Linked DNA regions of Mus musculus: region 2 is linked to region 1. The links are chromatin contacts, called in public Hi-C maps. All regions are on one chromosome and are shown on one strand. The core of a region is the stretch at or near the end of the contact, and the rest is flanking DNA. Distances in the headings are between cores, read along the strand shown.

What was found. A called contact is a pair of places that touch in the nucleus more often than the background predicts.
Region 2: a Hi-C map of granulocyte-monocyte progenitors shows a contact between it and region 1, with 2.1 times the contacts expected there. The contact joins two enhancer-like sites. A contact is called at or near these places in 4 of 484 Hi-C or Micro-C datasets (ECoMG-derived neutrophils, granulocytes, granulocyte-monocyte progenitors and 1 more) and 2 of 115 datasets of contacts at active chromatin or transcription factors (astrocytes and neural progenitor cells).

The regions. Positions count from the first base shown.
Region 1 is chr7:138,169,533-138,172,631 of GRCm38.p6, forward strand. No RefSeq gene overlaps it. Among named protein-coding and RNA genes, the nearest start is that of Gm30395, 48 kb to the left of the region's middle. Within about 2 kb of position 1,344, at least 12 of the 459 cell types and tissues checked have an H3K27ac peak or open chromatin away from gene starts, as enhancers often do. A contact at or near this core is called in granulocyte-monocyte progenitors, where this site is marked.
Region 2 is chr7:138,245,420-138,248,964 of GRCm38.p6, forward strand. It overlaps Tcerg1l (transcription elongation regulator 1-like), which reads right to left. Exons shown (of 12, transcript NM_183289.3): 8 at 2,953-3,022. Among named protein-coding and RNA genes, the nearest start is that of Gm51503, 23 kb to the left of the region's middle. Within about 2 kb of position 1,367, at least 15 of the 459 cell types and tissues checked have an H3K27ac peak or open chromatin away from gene starts, as enhancers often do. A contact at or near this core is called in granulocyte-monocyte progenitors, where this site is marked.

The sequences.
Region 1 (3,099 bases), core at 94-2,593:
CCCCTCAGCCAGCATGAAGGTGGGAGGAGAGAAACAATCCACATGTCCTCTAACCTCCACGTGCACACTGTAGTACACATGTGCCTGTAGTCATATACTCACACACATGTACACACATCATGCACACACACAATCGTAGTAACTTAAACATTTATATTTTTCAACAGATAAAAGCTTATATTGTTATTTTCAATGTCTGCTCTGCTCCTTTCTTCCCTTGCAATTCATGGGCTTTCTCCTTCTACTCTGCAGAGATATCACAACACCGTTGTAGCCAAGAGACACCACAAGAGGCAGGAGAGAGATTAGGTGTGAGGAAACAGAAGCCTCGGGGAGCCTGTCCCTGACACTGATGGTCAAGAACAATTTCTTTTGTGCTCATTTATCTTCATCTGCAAAGCCACAATCACAGAGCCATCCAAACCCTGACCTCATAGGGTGACAACTGCTCTAAGGCAGTGAGTGATTTCTCTTCCAAGGTCCCCCAGGATATAATCACCAACTTCTCTCACGCTGTCAAGTATGCAGACAGAGAATGTACCTGACTGCGCAGAAAGCACTTTGTCTGTGGCAGGGCACCTCTTAGGGAGAGTCTTTCTTCTCTTTCCAAGGGCACAGCAACCTTCTAAGGGCAAATCTGATAAATCCAACTCTAGGCACAGAGCTAGATCTGTGGGAAGGCAGACCCGAACCAGGTCCCTTTGTGGGGCATGATTCGGTGACTCCAGCTGGGCACATCTCCCCACCCTGCCCGAGGCCATGGCTCCTCAGAGATGGAGGCTCCTCAGGGATGTCTCATGGCTGCCACCACAGAGGCACCCTGGCCCTGATAGGTCCAGAAAGAAGATATGTGCTGTCTAGTGGGCCCTGTTTCTGTAACTTTGTGGAGGCTTTGTGTAGCTACTGAACACTCAAAAAGAAGTGACCAAATCTGCCAAAAGATGTCAAGATGTCACTGGGGAGGCTGAACTGGACAGTAAGAGTCTTGTGTATGCAAAGAGGAAGCCAGGAGGCATGCACTAATGTCCGAAGAACCATCTGGTCCTATTGGAAAGAGGAAGCCAGTCACATGATCCCACGGAAGAAGGAAGCCACACAGTCAGTCTCACTGAGGCTAGGAGGCCACGTTGTCTCACTAAGAACGGGATATCCTCACTCTCTTTCCTGGGAGTTTATGCTCCATGTTTATAGTTGGTGAGTGTGAGCACAGGACACAGGATGGGCTATGACAGGGAGGGTTGGCTTTGAGGTTCAGCAGAGGTGGAGGAGTGGGGGCAGAGGCAAAAGCCTGAGTAATGCAGGCTGAGGAACTTTTGCCATAGTGCTAGGTGTTTCATGTGCTGAGAGGTGTGGGGAAGCTGGGGAGAATTCAAGTCCTTCAGTGCCTCTTTGCTTTTCTAGTACACCAAGCTCTGAGGGAGGCTGTCAGGACAGCAGTTATAAAGATTCTGTCACTGAACAAGTGCCACTCACTAAGGAGGGGCACAGGCAGGTGTAACACACTTCATATTTGGTCCCAGACCCCTTCCCTTTACAACCTCCAGAGAAACATATAGTCCAGAGGGTGGGAGCAACTCATTCCAGCGGCCCGGTTATAACCTCCCCGCAGAAAGAGGCTGTGCTCAGGGGGGCCTGTGTTTCTGCCAAGGGACTTCTGAAAGAGGTGGAGACAGAATGGGCAGGCAAAATGGGAGACTCCCTTCAGGGGGAAGCTTCAGGGGATGCTACGATGATGCTTATGTTTAAAGGTTTATCTTGTTGCTACACAATATTTTTAAAACACAGAGGCACAAAACAACATCAAATGAAAAGCAAGGGGAACCCATTTGGCAGCTTCAACAAAAAACCCTGCTCTGCTGTATGGCTTTCCAATCTCTTTTCTCCTTAGACGATATTGCCTATTGCTGTTACTCTGGGTAACTACCCCCCATTGTTCTCCAATTCCCTAACACAATGTGATGGATACTTTAGGAAAACAACAGGACCTTGAAAGCATAGCATAAAGCTAAAATTCACCAGTTAATCTTCCCATTCCTTCCCACTTTTTACTTCTTTGACCATTTCATATAAGTATGTAATGCACTTGGGTCATTTCATGGCCCCCATCCTCCGCTCTCATCCCACTCCCTCTCAGTGAAATCATCCTTCCAATGCTATGCTGCAGAGAAGGCTCTGGGGTCCTCCCAGCCCCCCCCCACCTCCCTCCTGGCCATGCCCTTTTGTGTTCTGCATAGCTTGGATGCCTGCTGGTTCAGGGCTCTGTGCTGTAGTCCTCATGAGGGAAGCTGGACCTCCTGAGCAGTGAATCTACACCCAAGAGCCCAGCAGCTGATCCTGTGGGGCCACAGCAGCTCTCACCAAGGATTTCCCTTCAAGGATTGTCCTGTCAGCGTAGGGTCACTCCACATTGTATGGAGGGTTGTGATTTGCCTGAACATCCATGCATAGTTCATATTTTTTGACATTCCTTATAAATGTCAGTCTGTATTCTGGGACTTGATGTTTTGTGCAGATTCCCCCAGGTTGACTTTCTGCCACATACCCATGAGTCCTGTAAGCACTACATGACTTATCCTCCTATTTTCTCATCATAGGAATCCAAATGACCCCATTTTCCAGCATCATAAATGATAGAACAACACATTTGGATCCATATCTACACACAAATACACACACACACACACACACACACACACACACACACACACACACACGAGGTTTCTTTCTAATGGGCTTTTGCTTAGAAGTACAACTTGAGAGCACCTTCACTTTCACTAACTTATACTAAGGTGTTCTTAACTGTGGTCAACCTTGTTCCTTGTCACCTCTGATTCTGACACACCACACCCAGGGTCCACATGCATCCTAGGCTAGCTCTGACACATGATAGACCACAAGCTATGGTGCAATGTCAGAAGTTTGGAGGCCCCTGGAGAGATCTCCTTCTCCTGTCAATGTGAATGCTATTGTTTCTGCTGAGGGCTCAGAAGGAAACACAGAGCATGGTGCTCGGCTGCGTTTGGCTCTTCATCTGTTGCTGTTCATTTTTCCTATTGATTGGGTGACCGTCACCCACCTCTGGCATTGATTGTGCTGCAA
Region 2 (3,545 bases), core at 117-2,616, 76 kb after region 1:
ATCTATACCAGTGTGATGGAAATATCAAAACTATATCAAAGCCACAGTGCTAATGGTAACTAAAGGACAAAGTTCATCTATTCAGTGGGGACTGCTATTCCTGCCTGACAAAACCTGGCTTCTCAGGATGGGGTAAGCTGCCATTTATGCCAATGACAACTTCCCTATAATGTTTCATGGTTACTTCCATTTTGATTTCTAAACTAGATGACATCTTTTTGCTGAGTTCCCTCAAGTGATTCCATTTGAATTTGAAGTCAAGTCTCAACTCCCTAAAATAGATAGCACTCTCAAAGCAGGTCCAAACGGTAAAAAGACCCACTCCTCAGAAGGTAGGAAGTGGCAGGGCTGCCAAGCACCATACGTGAAGAGGACACACAGCAGTAAGTCAATTTTCTGGTCCTGGGGAAGATGGATGAGTTTGCATCAGGAACACATTCTACTAAATAGTAAATAACAAGCTTTCGGAAATGGCACTCACCAGGTAGTTTAAAATACTTTTGTGTTTTGAAAGCTTGTCATTGTGACATATTTCTCCTCCAAGGGAATTTTAGGAGAAGTATCATTTGCGCCTACATTATCGGCACAATCAATTTAATTCCATCTGTGTTTGAATGCCCCAAGTGGGTATCAGCTGTGCCAGAGCTCATCAAAAATGCAGGGGTGGAGAAGAATCTAGAATCACCACCATCATCATTTAGCCCCTGTTTCTATATATCATGACACATTGGGCCAGCAGTTACCCCTTGCAAGAGGGTTTTCAGTGCTCTTGAAAGTAGAAAAAAATGTTATTTATACTAAAGGGGCAGGTCAAGATTATATTCTGTAATATCAAATGCATATAGTGCCAAGATCTCTGAGGTGCCACTTGTAAAATGCAGTGGGGCATGAAGTGTCATGGGCACTGCAGAAAACTGTGTAGTAAGAAACTGCACCACGGTGGGGCTGCAGACACAACAGGGCTGCCTTCTACAAGGCACAGGCAGACAAACGAACCAGATCCTCTTTCAACACACACGGCAGGCCCACCCTCTGCACATACAGGGGAAGACTCAACTTCTGTGAACACAGGGTGGGTGGCCTACCCTCTGCACATCAAGGAACGCTTGCCTTTGCTTGTACAGAGCAAACCCACCTTCTGCAAACACAGGAGAGACCCAGCCTCTTTCTATACACCAGCTCAGAAATGAATGGTTTCCAGAGCTTCCTAGAATATGCTAGGTTCTCAGTCTGGCTGCTTCATGGCTACAGAACATTTTCCTGCCTGAGTTTGTTAGGCAGACACAGTCTCACCAAGGCAGCCCTGGTGAGGACCTGGTGGGCCTGAAGGCTCACCAGCATGTGACAGGCACCAGCCCCTCCCCTAGCTGCAGTGGATAGACATGTGCACAACTGCAGACATTGGAGCAGCTCCACAGGAAACATCTGTGCTTGCTTCAAAGTCAGTCTTTCATTCTGGAAGTCATTCAGATGATTAAAACCAGAATTAATGTGTTGATGTTATTTAAATGCCAACTGCTCAGAATCCGAGGCCAGTCCATGTCCCCTGCACCACGGGGAGCTTGTCTTGTGTTTCAAATGTAGGGTATGGGTACACAGACCAGCTGGAACAGCTTGGCTGACAACCATGGTGTGAGCATAGTAGCCCAAAAGCTGCCCTTCCTCCCAATTCCTAGAAGTCTTGAACCATCAAAGGCCCTGCATAAAAATCTCCTGTGGCCAAGTGGGTATTCTTGGACCCTCCTACAAAGTACAAGTGGCCTTTTAAGGGCAAGAGTTGAGGCAGTCAGAAAACAGAGGACTCCAAGATTTGGATGACAGGTTTGGTCCCAGGGTCACACAGAGACCTATCTCTGCTTCATGGAAGCTCACCCTTCACACATCCAGCGCCACCCCAGACTGGGATACAGCATGTAGAAGCCCAGGGATGAGAAAAACAGTGTTCGGACTTTTACCTGCATAATGGTTTTGTTTGCTTAAAATTTAGTGCATACTTCTGTAAAGCCCTGTGGGTTTCCTCTTGGTTCTGAACTCCCCTTGTTCTCCCTCCGATCTAACTGGTGCGTTCATTAGAAAGAGGAATCCACTCTAAGTTTCAGCTCTCTGGGAATGCTGGCCCAGCATCTATTTCCCACACCATTCCTTTGTTTACTGAAATATCTCAGGATGAAGGAGCAAAGAAGTGAAAATGGAAGCAAGATCTTATCCTTTGTTATGCCAAATGTCTGCGTCTTCTAAGGACAATTTTTGAGGAGGAAATGTTGCCAACATGCCTGACCAACACCTTTAACTTTTTGGTCCATAGCCTTCGAAGTACTGCTTGGCACTCCAGACTCAACCCCACTGTTCTCAGTCCACAAAGGTGCCTATCGCTCCATCCTTCCTCCCATCTGTCCTGTTCTGAGGACTCAAGATGCCTATATTGTTTAGAGTAGCCCCCTATATAAGATGTTAGGTATACAGAAGACAAACCAGTGGCCTTGTGAGAGACCATTAGAAGAGAAAGGACAAGTTTTCATCCCACCCTTGCAGCCAGGCAATGACAAGCAAACTTGATAGATTCCTCCGTGTCACTAAGTGTCATATGCGATTCTGCAGACAGGTCCAGAGTTTTACTTGCAGAGGAACGAACTTCTTAGACACGGGTTGAATTGGTTGCAAGCAAGACCCAGAGATGCAATGTCCAGCCAGAACTGCCTGCCTTGATTTAGTATCTTACAAAGCACAGGTCTGCCCTGAGCAGTGGGCCACATGGCCACTTCCACATGGCTCTGGAAGCTGAGCATGTGACCCTGAACTTCAGCAGAACAGGTGCCAAGAGATAATGAAGCTATATGCTTCCCAGTTAAACTATTTTTTTTTTTGCTCAGATTCAATGCAGTCAAAGTACTTTCTCTTCACAGCACCAAAGCATCAAGGGAAGACACAGTGGGAGAGAACAGTGCCACCTACCTGTTCCTCTTGGTTTTCACACTTTGGTCCTCACTGCCATCATCTGAGCTGGAACCATCACTGCTTTCAGCTGAAAGAAACATCACATTAACACAGCTGAAGGGTCAGCCTCGGTGCTCTGGAAGGCAGCAGGCAGCTGAGGCGCTCAAGCCAGCCCATCTGAAAACTGACTGGATTTCTCTTAGACACCTACATTCGTTGCATGAATTTGCTTTATTTGATGCATATTCCTCTCTAATGAGATGCACATTAGAAAAGATACCTGACTGTTGACGTCACAGAGGCCAGCCCCAGCCCCTGTGCCTCCAGACATCACCATCCCTTCAGATGGGCCTAATGAGTAAATAAGAGAAAAACCAACCACTGTTCCACCCTCAGGATCAGCCCTCCCCAAGCTGTACGAGCACCACCTGCCTCTCTGCCAGCTGGCTGCTGAAGTGCTAGCCTCTCCATATCGGTCTCCTGGTACCCAGAGCCTCCCTCCATCCATTGCAATTGTCACAGGCCCGTGCAGCATACCATATGATCTTCACTACAGACTGGGCCTCTGTTTCCAAAGCCTAAGTGTTTGGGCGCTGCATTACTGTTTACAA